Regions from separate parts of the Mus musculus genome. Here all the other regions are linked to region 1. Evidence: chromatin contacts called from public HiChIP or PLAC-seq and promoter capture Hi-C data. All regions are on one chromosome and are shown on one strand. The core of a region is the stretch at or near the end of the contact, and the rest is flanking DNA. Distances in the headings are between cores, read along the strand shown. Region 1 holds the start of Aprt (adenine phosphoribosyl transferase). Region 2 overlaps Gm35466 (a long non-coding RNA gene). Region 3 overlaps Acsf3 (acyl-CoA synthetase family member 3). Region 4 holds the start of C230057M02Rik (a long non-coding RNA gene).

What was found. Promoter capture Hi-C pulls out the DNA fragments that hold promoters and counts their contacts. HiChIP or PLAC-seq counts read pairs in DNA pulled down with a chosen protein or histone mark.
Region 2: a contact with region 1 is called in an H3K4me3 HiChIP or PLAC-seq map of bone marrow-derived macrophages, with 5 times the contacts expected there. The contact joins the enhancer-like site here to the promoter of Aprt in region 1. A contact is called at or near these places in 16 of 39 promoter capture datasets (the 3T3-L1 cell line, the C10 cell line, HPC-7-derived erythroid cells and 10 more), 3 of 15 datasets of contacts at CTCF or cohesin (embryonic stem cells, large pre-B cells and pro-B cells), 3 of 484 Hi-C or Micro-C datasets (nephron progenitors and uterus), 35 of 115 datasets of contacts at active chromatin or transcription factors (the 230-238 cell line, the NIH/3T3 cell line, the SCID.adh cell line and 26 more) and 4 of 9 other capture datasets (adipose tissue, embryonic stem cells, liver and 1 more).
Region 3: a contact with region 1 is called in an HNF4G HiChIP or PLAC-seq map of pancreatic cancer cells. The contact joins the enhancer-like site here to the promoter of Aprt in region 1. A contact is called at or near these places in 7 of 39 promoter capture datasets (cranial neural crest, erythroid cells, hematopoietic stem and progenitor cells and 3 more), 1 of 484 Hi-C or Micro-C datasets (nephron progenitors), 14 of 115 datasets of contacts at active chromatin or transcription factors (the SCID.adh cell line, acute myeloid leukemia, cardiomyocytes and 10 more) and 4 of 9 other capture datasets (adipose tissue, embryonic stem cells, liver and 1 more).
Region 4: a contact with region 1 is called in a promoter capture Hi-C map of stem cell-derived epiblast-like cells, with 2.6 times the contacts expected there. The contact joins the promoter of C230057M02Rik here to the promoter of Aprt in region 1. A contact is called at or near these places in 12 of 39 promoter capture datasets (the 3T3-L1 cell line, cranial neural crest, embryonic stem cells and 7 more), 4 of 115 datasets of contacts at active chromatin or transcription factors (embryonic stem cells, epiblast stem cells and pancreatic cancer cells) and 2 of 9 other capture datasets (adipose tissue and pancreatic islet).

What each region holds. Positions count from the first base shown.
Region 1 is chr8:122,575,378-122,578,656 of GRCm38.p6, forward strand. It overlaps Aprt (adenine phosphoribosyl transferase), which reads right to left and starts at 1,530. Exons shown (of 5, transcript NM_009698.2): 1 at 1,376-1,530; 2 at 1,138-1,244; 3 at 25-158. The coding sequence starts at 1,455. It overlaps Galns (galactosamine (N-acetyl)-6-sulfate sulfatase), which reads right to left. Exons shown (of 14, transcript NM_016722.4): 14 at 2,860-3,279.
Region 2 is chr8:122,828,788-122,832,066 of GRCm38.p6, forward strand. Gm35466 (a long non-coding RNA gene) reads left to right here. Exons shown (of 3, transcript XR_388150.3): 1 at 1-396. Among named protein-coding and RNA genes, the nearest start is that of Gm35466, 7.0 kb to the left of the region's middle. Within about 2 kb of position 1,799, at least 33 of the 459 cell types and tissues checked have an H3K27ac peak or open chromatin away from gene starts, as enhancers often do. A contact at or near this core is called in the SCID.adh cell line, T-cell acute lymphoblastic leukemia, bone marrow-derived macrophages and 1 more, where this site is marked.
Region 3 is chr8:122,797,948-122,801,226 of GRCm38.p6, forward strand. All of the region lies in intron 6 of Acsf3 (acyl-CoA synthetase family member 3), which reads left to right. Among named protein-coding and RNA genes, the nearest start is that of Gm35466, 24 kb to the right of the region's middle. Within about 2 kb of position 1,609, at least 2 of the 459 cell types and tissues checked have an H3K27ac peak or open chromatin away from gene starts, as enhancers often do. A contact at or near this core is called in pancreatic cancer cells, where this site is marked.
Region 4 is chr8:122,751,106-122,754,384 of GRCm38.p6, forward strand. C230057M02Rik (a long non-coding RNA gene) reads right to left here and starts at 1,545. Exons shown (of 4, transcript XR_001778694.1): 1 at 1,009-1,545.

The DNA.
Region 1 (3,279 bases), core at 280-2,779:
TTCCTCTACACACAGCTCGCTTACCTTCCCATACTCCAGAGAATAGGAGGCTGACACAGTGGGGCCCGGCAGCTTCCCCTGTTTCCGGATGAGCACACAGCCCACGCCCAGCTCCTGAGCTAGGGAAGGGCCAAACAGGAAGCCCCTGGAGTCTAGACCTGTTAGGGTAAGGAGGGAAGGTTGTGGGATGGAGCTGAGGGGCATGGGAATCTAGAGGCCAAGTATGGGCGAGGTCAACACTTGCTAGGAACACTAGGTCTTGCTGACTACGGCTAGAAGAACGTTGATGGCTACTGGGTAGCCATCAACTCATCATCTCAGCCTTGGGGATCCTACCTGCCTTCTGAACAGCTCAGGGCCACCTATGGTGGCTCTTGCCACCTTTCAAATGCAGCATCTAGCTGTCGTGGGAAGGATACATACATGCCCTAATTTCTGGAGCATGGCCAGGGGTACCAATAGGAAGTGAAGTGGGCAAAAGTCTGTGGTCCCTGAGCACTTACCAGGGCCACTCTGTTCTCTGGGGTGCCCACCCTCCCTCTGGACACTCCTGGTGGACATTCAGCTGTCCTAGGGTGTTTCTGAAGCTCAGGCATGGAGCCAGGTAGACAGCAGTTGTTTAACACAAGCTTGTGTGAGGGAACAAGAGAAAGATGCCCCGGTGTAGTCCTGGGGAGAAACAGCCCCTGAAGCTACCAGGCTTGAGGTCTGCCCAGGCACGCCACGCCCAACCAAGGTTACCTAATTTTTAGTATCTAGTTCATCCCAGAGGCTACCCCTAAGCAAGGATGTCCGTCATCTGGAGGTTCCAGGGTCTCCCAGCCTGCTGTCAGGATGCTGGCCAGCTTTGTGCCCTAAAAGAGGGAGGCCTGGTTCTGGACACAAGGACAGAGCAGAGTTCGTCTCTAGGAACAAGCACCGAGGGCAGATGCCTTAGGGTACCTAGCAGGGAAGGGAGACTCCTACATAGTTCATCCAGGGTGAACAAGCGTCCAAGGCAGTGAGGAACCAAGGAGGAAGTGTCAGAGGTTGAAGAAAGAATGGATGGGTGTGGGGCAGACTGTGGGTGACACGAGGGGGAAAGGGGATAGGGGCTAGGACCGTGGGGGACGAGCACGGCCTAGCAAGGCCACTCGCCTGCGATGTAGTCGATCTTGCCGCTGTGCGTGGACTTCAGGTGACTGGCCAAGAGGCGGATGGAAGCTCGGAAGGAGTCCGGGTCTTTCAAGAGGGGCGAGATATCCCTGGGAACAAGGACAGGAGAGTGACCCGCGTGTGGCCGGGCAGAGGCCCCGCAAGATCCCCGAGGCTGCCTACGCGCCTGCGCCGGGGGATGAGCGTACAGCGCCAACGCCTCGCCGGCTCGTGACCGCACCTGAACAGCACGCCCGGGATTGGGAAGTCGGGGAAGCTGCGGATGCGCCGCGCCACCAGTTTCAACTCAGGTTCCGACATGGCCGCGTGCGTGTAGGAGGCAGGGAGGAGGTAGGTATCAGCACGCTAAACTCACGTCAATCCCGGGGGGAACAAGGGCGGAGCGTCCTCGATGGGCGGGGCTTCTGGGTGCGGGTTGGTCTAGCACGAGGGGCGGGACAGGCTGAGAGGCGGGGCCTCTGCGAGGTGTGTGTGGGGCCTGAGTCAGGGGTTAGATTTCTTGAGCTGCCTAAACACAAGCATCCCTACCTCAAAGATATATGGGTGGAAAGGGGATGTGCGATGTCCATCCTTTTTTGGTTTTGCCCCACACACGCTTTTTCAGTCCTGCTTTTCCAGGGGCTAGTCTTCTGGACCTGGGGGAGCAGGGACGGGTCTTGCCCAGGTCCGCTGGAGTGGTTTGGCCTTGCGTTCCTTCCCTCGCGCATAGTACAAGGGGCCTGAGATTCAGCCCCTGCTTTCCTGGAATTAGCCCGGAAGGGAGCTGATGGATAGTCTTAGGTCCAGAGGTGGGAGTGCACTGTGTGTGGGCTAGAGCGCAGGGGAAAGCAGGGTAGCAGGGCGGGTAAGGAATGCCTTCTCTGAGACCACAGACACTCCTGTGCATTGCAACAGAATGTGCCCTCCTCGTTTTGGGGTGGGGACCAGAAGGTCCTGATAGCCAGAGACAGAACTGGGGTTCTACCTTCCCAGCACAGTACCTGGGTCTATAGGTAGTGGTGTGGAAGACTGTCCTCTGAGTATAATGGCCATTATCATCTTCAGTGCAGTTGCAATTACTCAAAAGATATCCTCCAAATTGGCCCATGCTCCATCAAAGGAGAGGGTGTGGGGAGGGTCCAATGGATTCTAAACATTCCTTCTTGGACCTTCCTGTGAGCCCGTGAGCTGCATTCTTCCATTTGATGTGGTCTCTGGAGGCACTAGAATACACACACACACACACACACACACACACACACACTCACATGGAGGAAGGTTAACTAAAGGGAAGCTCCGTTATGAATCTATTAGGAACTTGTCATCTATGCTGGGCCGAGACTTTTCCGTTTGGTTGATGCAGCTGCTCTGGGGGTCATTCATGTTCTTGTAGGCAGTGAACTCATTGGACACGATGGTTACTTTAGGCTCTCACTGGAATCGTATCTGGGGCATCTGTTTCTGAATCCCCAGGGAAAGCTCATGCAACAGGTACGTGGAGATCTAACACACAGTCTCCCATCATAATCTCGATTTTAAAGACCAGGATATGCCGGGCGGTGGTGGCGCACGCCTTTAATCCCAGCACTTGGGAGGCAGAGGCAGGTGGATCTCTGAGTTCAAGGCCAGCCTGGTCTACAAAGTAAGTTCCAGGACAGCCAGGACTACACAGAGAAACCCTGCCTTGAAAAAAATAAAAACAAACAAACAAACAAAAGACCAGGATAGGTGGTCTCATGATGGCGCACGCCTTTAATCCCAGCACTCCCAAGAGAGGCAGGCAGATCTCTGAGTTCAAGGCCAGCCTGTCCTACAGAGTGAGTTCTAGGAGAGCCAGCACCTCACTGAGAAACCCTGTCTCAAACCAACCCAAAAATAGACTTGGGGCTACCAGAGCTAACCCCCTCCTGTTCCTTTATTCTTCCTCTCAGTCTCTTCACCATCATTTCCCAACCGTTACAGCTCAACCTTGGCTCTGCAGTTACTGCACAGATGTGAAAACTTGTCCATGAGCCTTCAGAGAAAGGGTCTTGGAGATTATGTGGAGCATATGAGAGGTGGCAGGTTACAGAAGTGGCCCCATACTGCCCTGAGCCAGGGCCAGAAACTTAGGCTGTCATCTTCCCATCTCCATGGGGCAGTGCA
Region 2 (3,279 bases), core at 549-3,048, 250 kb after region 1:
AGTGCCCTGCCTGGTGCCCTGCTCCCTGCCATGTTTGTTGATGGACTCCTATCCCTCTTAAACTCTAAGCCCCGAATAAATCCTTCTGTTAAGAAAACATAACCACCCCAGGACACCCTCTGCCCCAGGTCCCCTGTCAGTGCTCCAGCTGCCTCCAGCCCTTGACCGTGCAGCCCCCATGAGATCCAGTTGCCTGTGGACACGGCCCTTGTCATGGCCAACACACTAACTAGATTGGAAACCACGGGAGCAGCAGCTCAGCCACTGTGCACCCCATGGTATCCCCAGCTCTAGGTCCTATTCTTGCCCCACTGAACCTGACTCAAGGCTCTCAGCTCACCCTGTCTTCTCCCAGGAAGTCACCAGAACCAATTCCGGCTAAACCAAGGGGTGTGGGTAAGTACCTGCCTTCTGCACCCCTGCCTTCTGCACCCCTGCCCTCTGCAACCCTGCCCTCTGCACCCCTGCACCCCTGCCCTCTGCACCCCTGTCCTCTCCCTCTCTTCCTTGACCCCAGCATGAGACTGAGGGGATGAAGGACAGAGTGGCTATAAGGGAGGGAAGGCCCTGGAGTGAGGATAGTGGGCAGGCACTCCAAGTTGAAATGGCCCCACCACTACACAGCTGTGCATCAGTGAGACCTGTAGTTCGCTGGGGAGGGGCTTTTGTGAAGTGAGGCAGGCCCCCTCTGCTAAGGGCCAGACTCACAGCCCCTGGCTCTGCTTGCTGGGAAGAAGCCACCCACCTCCCATCTGCCTTTCTGGATCTGGTCTAAGATGACTCACCTGTCCCCAGGGAGGCTGACCTGGTTTCTCACCCAAGCTCAGCTCCCACAGGCCACAGCTGGAAGGGGTGGAGATGAAGAGGCAGCCGCCTCTCCTGGTGATCACTTTCCCATGAAACACAGCCTGGAGGTCCAAAGGAAAAACACCATAAAACTATGTCCCGAGGGGCAGTGGTAGTGCACACCTTTAGTCTCAGCACTTGGGAGGCAGAGGCAGGTGGATTTCTGAGTTGGAGGCCAGCCTGGTCTACAGAGTGAGTTCCAGGACAGCCAGGGCTACACAGAGGAACCCTGTCTCGAAAAACAAACAAACAAACAAACAAACAAAACTATGTCCCTTAGCCAAGTGGTAGTGGCACACACCTTTAGTCCAACCACCCAGAAGCAGAGGCAGGAGGATCTCTGTGAATTTGAGGCCAACCTGGTCTACAGAGAGCATTCCAGGACAGCCAGGGCTACACAGGGAAAGTGTGCCACCCCCGCCACCCCAACAAAACAAAACAAAAACCTGTGTCTCTTTGGAGGCTAACCCTGCTCACCAGACACCTCTGACCTGGCTCATGGTTTGTTTGCTTGCCTGTACTGGCTTCCAGATCTCTCATTCTCTCTCTCTCTCTCTCTCTCTCTCTCTCTCTCTCTCTTTCTCTCTCTCTCTCTCTCTCCCTCTCTCTCTCTCTCTCTCTCTCTCTCACACACACACACACACACACACACACACACACCCTGCCACATTACAGTTAGATCACAGTAAGACAGGGGACTGACCTACACGGCCAGGTTACCTGTGTCAGAAGAAAGACTCTGGACTGGAGCTGATGGAGCAGGAAGATCAGGTTAGGCAGATCCATAAGCAAGGGCCACAGGGCAGATGTGGGGCCTCCGTGCCTGAAACTTAGGGGGGCAAGTGTGACTCAGGTGGAGACAGCACATGAAAGAGCCCATCCCCAACCGCTCAGCCCTGGTCTAATGACAGGGGAAGCCACAGGACCAGATACTTCCTCTACTGTGTCCCTGGAGCCACACTGCCCCCTGCTGCTGCTAGTGGGCATGGCAGGAACCTCTGAGTTGAGGCTGTCTCCTGAGCAGATACTGAGTGAAGAAGCCAGTTATAATTTGTGGACTTTTCTGGCCCCAGCTAGGGCACACGGGAAGCCAAGCAAGCTCAAGGCTGGGCTCTGACTGCATAGGTGCCCCATCTGGTGGGAGGGCTTATTCAGCCGGTACCAGAGCTGGGGAGACGGTGATTATACGCAAAGCCAGAGGTTTGGAGCTCCGAAGCCAACATCCCAGCAACCTGTCCTAGCCCCTGTGGCACTGGGACTGGCAGCCCTCGGGGACACAGGAGCCTGCAGGGGTAGCAGCAGCCAGTCTACTGGTTCCTGCCTGTTCCACCCAGCCTCTCTGTGTGTAGATCTGAAATGTTCCACACTTTTTTTTCCTGCTGGTGAACCCAGGGTCTCATGTGCACTGGGCTAGTCTTCTCTACCACTGACAAGGCCCCAGCCCTTTGTTAGTTTAATTTGACACAGTATCTAAGTTGCCCAGGCTAGTAATCCTCCTGTCTCTGCCTCTTGAGTAGCTTCCTATACGACCCCTTCAGACCCAGTGCATTTTTAATTAATTGGTTAATTATATTGGGGAAGGGATGAGACAAGGTCTCACTGTGTAGCCCAGGCTGGCCTTCTCCAGGATGGCCCTCGTGGCTATTCTGTTCTTCCTTTCCTTCCTCCCGCCCTTCCCATGCTTGTCCCCATACCTCCCCCCTTTACAGGAACATGGACTTATATAGAAGATTTATAGGGGAATAACTCGAGTGAGATTTGTCTGTGGTGTAGAGCATAAAGGAGATAAAACTGGGTTCTCCCCAAGGGAGACACATGTGGCAGAGCACAGTGTCTAACTGCCCAGACTCGTCCTAGCTCACCTGGACTGAAACTGCTGACCCTTCTCACTGCCTGCCTGGGAAGCCACTGTGGACCTCGGAGCCCAGGACAGGGAGGGTCACACGGTATTCCTAGGGGGCACACACCTGGGGTTGCCACAGGAGCCAGCATGGCACCAAAGAGGCAGGAACCAATCACAGAAGCAGGATACCAACAGGCCAAGCCCTAGAAAGGTGGCCCTACCAGGGCCAGGCTGATGGGGAGAGAGTCTTCAGATGCCACCGTGGAGGGACTCCACTTTGATGCCAGCCACCCCACGGCTATTGATGGGTCTGAATGCAGGTGCTGGGCTTGTCACTCTAAAGGCCAGCCACAGGCATGCAGGCAAAACACCCATTCAGATAAAATCAATGGATAGAGTATTTTAAGGTTGAGGTTGGCCCACTGCAGAGGTGTTTCTGCACCTGGTGCCCTCTGGTCGGCTGGAAGAAGCCAGAGTGGGCGTTCCCTCAATTCCTTCTGGCAGTTCTTGACAGGAGTAGGGGTGATGAAAAAACTCCAAAGAATGGGCAATGCTGGCACATGCCTTTAGTACCAGCACTCAGGAGGCAA
Region 3 (3,279 bases), core at 359-2,858, 220 kb after region 1:
AAGGAGAACCTGTTTGAGGTGCCTGAGGAGAGGTTTGGCTGGGTTTTAAGCAGGATTGAACCAAGAGTCTTGGGGAGCCAGTGTCCTGAGGACCCTGACTCTGCTCTGTGTTTGGAGGTGCTGATGCTGTGATAGCTGCTGGTCTCAGGAAAGCTGGTGTGGCACCGTGGGGTGATGCTGCACATCCTCAGGAGCCCATAGCATCCATGTTTCAAAACCCAGGTTACCATGGCAGATGAGCCATGATTCAGAAATGCAGCCTGCTGAGACTGGGGGAGAGGCAGACGTGTGTCTCAGTGTTAATAAGCTGGTGTGCTTCTAGTTCATGCCACTGGCCTGGGAATATGTATTCTTATTGTATGGAAGCTGAGATTAAGATTCATGGTGAGGCCCTGGTTAAAGATCCTCAGGCCTGCTGCCTGCCCACTGTATGAGCCAGGCAGCAATTTGCTGTGTGGGGCAGGGGGTCTTCAGGTGTCATTGTATAGCTGGCTGTGGAAGGAGCTTGGCTTCACCATGTTTGACTTCTCACTAGATCCTAAAGTCACACGTGGTAAGGTTACACTGACTGGCTTTCTAGCCACAGGAAGAATGCAGTGCTCCTGCCTAGAGCCAAGCCTTCTGTTACTGAGTTAGCTGTACGTGTTATTCTGTTCCAGTTGGATAGGACCCGTGCAGTGAGTATCATACAGGTGATGTTTACTGCCAAGCTGGGCTGCTCTGAGATGTTAGAACTCAGCAGGGTCCCTAGGGGGGTATCTGAGAGGGAAGGTGGGGTGCGGTAAAGTAGCTGCACACTGATCGATGTCAGGGATGGCACCAACACAGCTGGTGACTAGTCAGATGGCATTACTGGGATGTGAGGATTCCTGGGTGGGCAAGAGGCCTGAAATGACTGTGCTGTGGGGTTACTGCATCTGTAGAGTCCATCGACAGCAACCAGAGCCTTGACCATGGAGAGAGGTTCCTTCCAGCCCCCAGCCCTGCGCTCCATTAAAGTCCTGCTTCCTCCCAGACATCAGGTGGTAGAACCCTGGGGAGTCACACTAGAATCAAAGCCCTAACACAGCCAGATGTGATGTGTGTTCCTTTTTTGCTGCAAAGAGATGTTCCATGAGGTGGGCGTTCACTAATTGCTATTTATGAGACATTTGTTTTGCGTGGTGATTTGAGTCTGAGGTGTCTTCAGAAGGATCTGTTGGGGGGGGATGGATGACAGCGGATGGGCTTTAGAAAGTTTGTAGACCCTGAGGCCTCTGATCACATCAGTAGAACCAGCCCCTGATGGAATCTTGGCAGGATGGCATTCTGGGAGATAGAGCCAGTTTGGGGGGAACGAGTCACGAAGGGGGAGCTCTCCCAGCTCCTCCCCTCTGCTTCCTGCTCACCATAAGGTGGACAGCCCCGCTCCACTCAGCTCCCACTGGGACGGACGCCTCATCACAGGTCCAGAAGTGAGGAGCAAGGTGACCCTGGACCACGAAGCCTCGGGAACCACGAGGCAGAACAACTCCTTTGTCCTTTAGTTGTCCTCTTAGAAGCTTGTCACAGCCATGAAAAACTGACCAACACGAGGTGTTTCCAGACTTGGGTCTTGATGAGTCATTTTGATACATATTGATTTGAGGTTTTCTTCTGCAACTAAGGATCTCTGTCTCTAAGGTCAGTGCATGGGAGGAGCCTGCTGTTATGATGCAGCATATTTGAGAACTGCTCAAATGGTTCCTGGAGGGGACGGGCTGCTTCACGTGCCACCATCAACAGGTTCTGTTCCGTGTTTGGAATCTGCAGTTTTGCAATGTTAGGGGTCAAATCCAGGACCCACACCTACTCAGCAAATGCTCCACCGCTGGGCTATTGCTCCCCACAATCCTGCACATGCTAGGTTTTTATATGTGTACGGGGGTGCACATGCCATGGCATGCATGTGGAGACCAGAGGAACTCCTCAGTTGTTGTTCCTTGTCTCCATCTTGCAGGACTTTTTGTTCACTGGCATTTATAGCAAGATAGCTGGCCCTTAAGCCTGCAAGAATCCTCCTGCCCTCAACTCTCATCTTGCTGCATGCTTACATTACAGATACACATAACCACATGCTTGCATTACAGATACACATAACCACATGCTTGCATTACAGATACACATAACCACATGCTTCCATTACAGATACACACAACCACATGCTTGCATTACAGATACACACAACCACATGCTTGCATTACAGATACACATAACCACATGCTTGCATTACAGATACACACAACCACATGCTTGCATTACAGATACACATAACCACATGCTTACATTACAGATACACATAACCACATGCTTGCATTACAGATACACATAACCACAAGCTTGCATTACAGATACACATAACCACATGCTTGCATTACAGATACACATAACCACAAGCTTGCATTACAGATACACATAACCACATGCTTGCATTACAGATACACACAACCACATGCTTGCATTACAGATACACATAACCACATGCTTGCATTACAGATACACATAACCACATGCTTACATTACAGATACACATAACCACATGCTTGCATTACAGATACACATAACCACAAGCTTGCATTACAGATACACATAACCACATGCTTGCATTACAGATACACACAACCACATGCTTGCATTACAGATACACATAACCACATGCTTGCATTACAGATACACATAACCACATGCTTACATTACAGATACACATAACCACATGCTTGCATTACAGATACACATAACCACAAGCTTGCATGACAGATACACATAACCACATGCTTGCATTACAGATACACACAACCACATGCTTGCATTACAGATACACATAACCACATGCTTGCATTACAGATACACATAACCACATGCTTACATTACAGATACACATAACCACATGCTTGCATTACAGATACACATAACCACATGCTTGCATTACAGATACACACAACCACATGCTTGCATTACAGATACACATAACCACATGCTTACATTACAGATACACATAACCACATGCTTGCATTACAGATACACATAACCACATGCTTGCATTACAGATACACACAACCACATGCTTGCATTACAGATACAGATAACCACATGCTTGCATTACAGATACACACAACCACATGCTTGCATTACAGATACACATAACCACATGCTTACATTACAGATACACATAACCACATTTGGCTTTTGCATGGCAAGGGCTTATCCACTGAGCCATCTTCTCAGCCCCAAGAACCAGCTTGTCTGTATCTACAAAGAGTC
Region 4 (3,279 bases), core at 295-2,794, 180 kb after region 1:
CAGAGTGGCCCCAGTGACAATATAACCGTACTGATCCTCTTGCTATCCCACCAGCCTGAGGCATTGATCCCGGAGCCCCTTGCCAGCCTTTGCTAGAGATGGAGAAGAAAGGAAAGGAATGATGGGAGGGAAAAGGAAGAAATTGGATTTCTATGTTTGCCTGGGACCTCGCTTAAGGAAGGGTACCTGGGCACAAGGACAGTGCCCATAGCTTTGCCTGCCCTACACTGGCCACCTGGGACCACCCATGCCATACCAGATGGAATGTCCCCATCCCTCAGCCCCACCCTCTTTGACTAGCCTATGACCACTAGGAAGGGAGTGAGCTTTGTCCTTGGAGCTGTTAGGAAATACCCAGCCACACGCTCCTCCCCTCCAGAGCCCACCCCACCCGTGCCCTCAGCAGCTGGCTCCTTGGCACTGGCACCCGGATCCCTTTGACAGCATTTGGCTCCAGTCCCATTGATCTGCACACAGGCACCGAGGTGCCAAGCCTGGCTGTGGGTAAGGATGGGGGGCTCTGAGAAAACTGAGAGAGTGCGGTGCTGGATGCTCCAGGACCTTCCAGCCCAGCCCCAGCCCACCCTAACCCACCTTCAAAAAGGAAACAGATCTGTCCCTTCATGGTCAGGGGACCTGGTGTGATCAGTGCAGAGAGGGCCATCCCTGGGAGGACGGACATCAGCGGAGATGATGCAGCCACGGGACCACCATGGGACGCGGCTGCTGTATTCACAATTCCAGATGGTCCACTCAGGCCAACCCACCCCACATCTTTAGAATACCAGCGAAGCACACATAAGCAAGCAGCGGGCACCAAGACATATTAAGGGGCCCAGAGGTTACCCAGAGATGCTCTGGACACTAGGCAGACAGACTCCCTCAGAACTGGCCCTCGGAAAGCTTTCTTGACACAGTACCCGCACCCATATCTGACGTGGCCCCCACAGGTACCCCAAACACAGATACCAGCTGCCTATACTTTAGCGAGCCCCACCCCATCCTTACCTGTTCCGTGCTGGCCTTGGCTACATCCGCCCGCTCCCAGGCTGCCCTCTGTGCCGCATCGCTGCCAACTGTCTTCTGCCTCCTAACATGGGTTGCCAGAGATCTGCCGTGGGTTTTGTTCGTGGGGTCTGGCCTCGTGCAGCCGCTGGCGCTCGAGATGGCAAGCGTCCATCTTTCTCCACACCCGTCCCTCACCTCTGCAGCCTTCTTGTGCCTCCCGTGTCCCCACAGTGCCCGCTCTGAGGGACTTGGCACCGACAGAACCCGGCCCGCCTCTGCAGCTGAGGAAAGCCATGCTTCTTTTTTTTTTCTGTATTTTAAACACACACCACACACACACACTCACACACACACACATGCCAAGCCCCCCCACCCCCACAACTCGCTTCCCTTCTGTCAGGAACAGACCCAGCCAAGAAAGCCCCTCGCAGGCGGGGGCAGAGCGGAGGGGCTTCGCATAACTGGTGTAAACCCAGCCCCATGGTTCCGTCCCTTCCTGGCCCCAACGCGCTGCCTCTTACGTAAAACCACCAGGAAGGAATCAAAAGAAAACGCAAATCCGTGTCACATTTTGGAGCCTCCTGATTGGGTACACCTTGTAACTGGCTTGGTCTTTCCAAGCATGCTCTGGTGTCAGCTGTCCCGAACCTTGCCTAGCCGGTCATCTTCTTCATCATTGTTTCATAGCGCCGGACACCCCAAATGGACCGTGCTGCGATGACCGCATCCAGCCCCTGGTGCCCATTCCTAGAAGGATATTGATTTTTGAAACCAATTCTGGAGCCCACGCTAAGGAGTCGGACGTGGCCTGCTTGCTGGCCAAGTGTCCTGTTGCCTCAGCACAGAGATTAATGGGTATTTTGGTTGCACCTTCAAGTCCTGATCTAAGTAAGTCTGGAGAGGCCAGAAGAGGTCCCCAAAGGACATGAGAGCCAAGACCAGCCCAAGGTTGAGAGCAGAAGATAGGAAAAGAGGAAGGTGGTTAGACTCCAGCTGGCTACCTCAGGGCAGCGAGGCCTTCTCTTGGGGCCATTTGCCTTCTCTGTGGTATTTCTTCTCTGGTTTGAGCCTGGAATTGGGACCAGTCCTAAGAGATGCTCCCTTTGAGAGGGGATAGAGGAAAGGAAAGACCTGGACTCTGTCCCTCCTGAACGAGTACCCACCCACGACTCCCCCACTCTCACCTTTACCCACACTCACCAGCTCTCCTGTGAGGTGAGAACAAAGGCAGGAAGGATGCACACAGGACCAGGCCATGTCAGCTGTGTGAGGCCAGCCTACAAACAGCCCTTCCCCTTGGTCTACTCCACTGTCTTCTCCAAGCCTTAGCCATCTTGGGGATGCATGTCTGTTTGACCAGGCTGTGTCTTTCACTTTAGACCAGGCTGTACCTGTTTTTTCTGGCCTTTTGCATTTTCGGGCATTATGTCGTTAGGGTTTGGGGGGACAATTCCCCCTTTCCAGCCATGTACTTTATTCTGGAGTAATTGACCTAACCTTCGCTTCAAACACCCTTGAAACACCCCAAAAATAAAGATCAGGAGCCATCCCCTCCTGGTTCACACCCACACCCCAAGTCTAAGTCCAGCAAAGGTGCTCTAATTCAAATAGGTACCAATGTCCAATATTCCCATGTGTGCCTGCAAGTTCCCCAAGCCCCTCAGCTTCCTGGAGTTCTCCCTGTCCTGTGACAGTGGTGTAGTCAGGATCTCCCCTCCATAGCTGGGCAGCCTAGAGAGTATGCAGTCTGTCCACCAGCAAGAATGCTGTGTACATTCAGAGCTAAATGGGAAAGGCATCCCCATGACCTCCTACCTTGCTTTATGGTATTGGCAGTTCCTGTTCCTTTGAATAGCACAGAAACTAAGCAGCCGCTGGAGTTGAACCTGTAAACCAAAGAGCCACTGTAACTGAACGTACCTGTCCTGGGCAGGGTTGGGGGCCCCGCTGTTGAAGCGGAACACCAGATATTTAAGGAGACCTAGACTGAGTTTGCTGAGGTGGTGGCATATGTCACCTCAAGAGAGCCTATGTATGAGGGGCTAAGACACAGAGTGGGGTTCACCCTGCTTCAACCATCTCCTGGAGGCTGGATCAAAGGTGTCAGCCCTGAACCTGGGCCTCAGGAGATAGAGGGAAGGCTGGCTTACTGTCTAAGGAAAAAGGGTCCAGACCTCAAGGTATCACCTACGGGGGGCCAACTCTCTACCTTTGGAGGTCTCCCTGTTCAAGACTCCTGGACTGACCTGGTCATTACTCCTCTGGTACCTC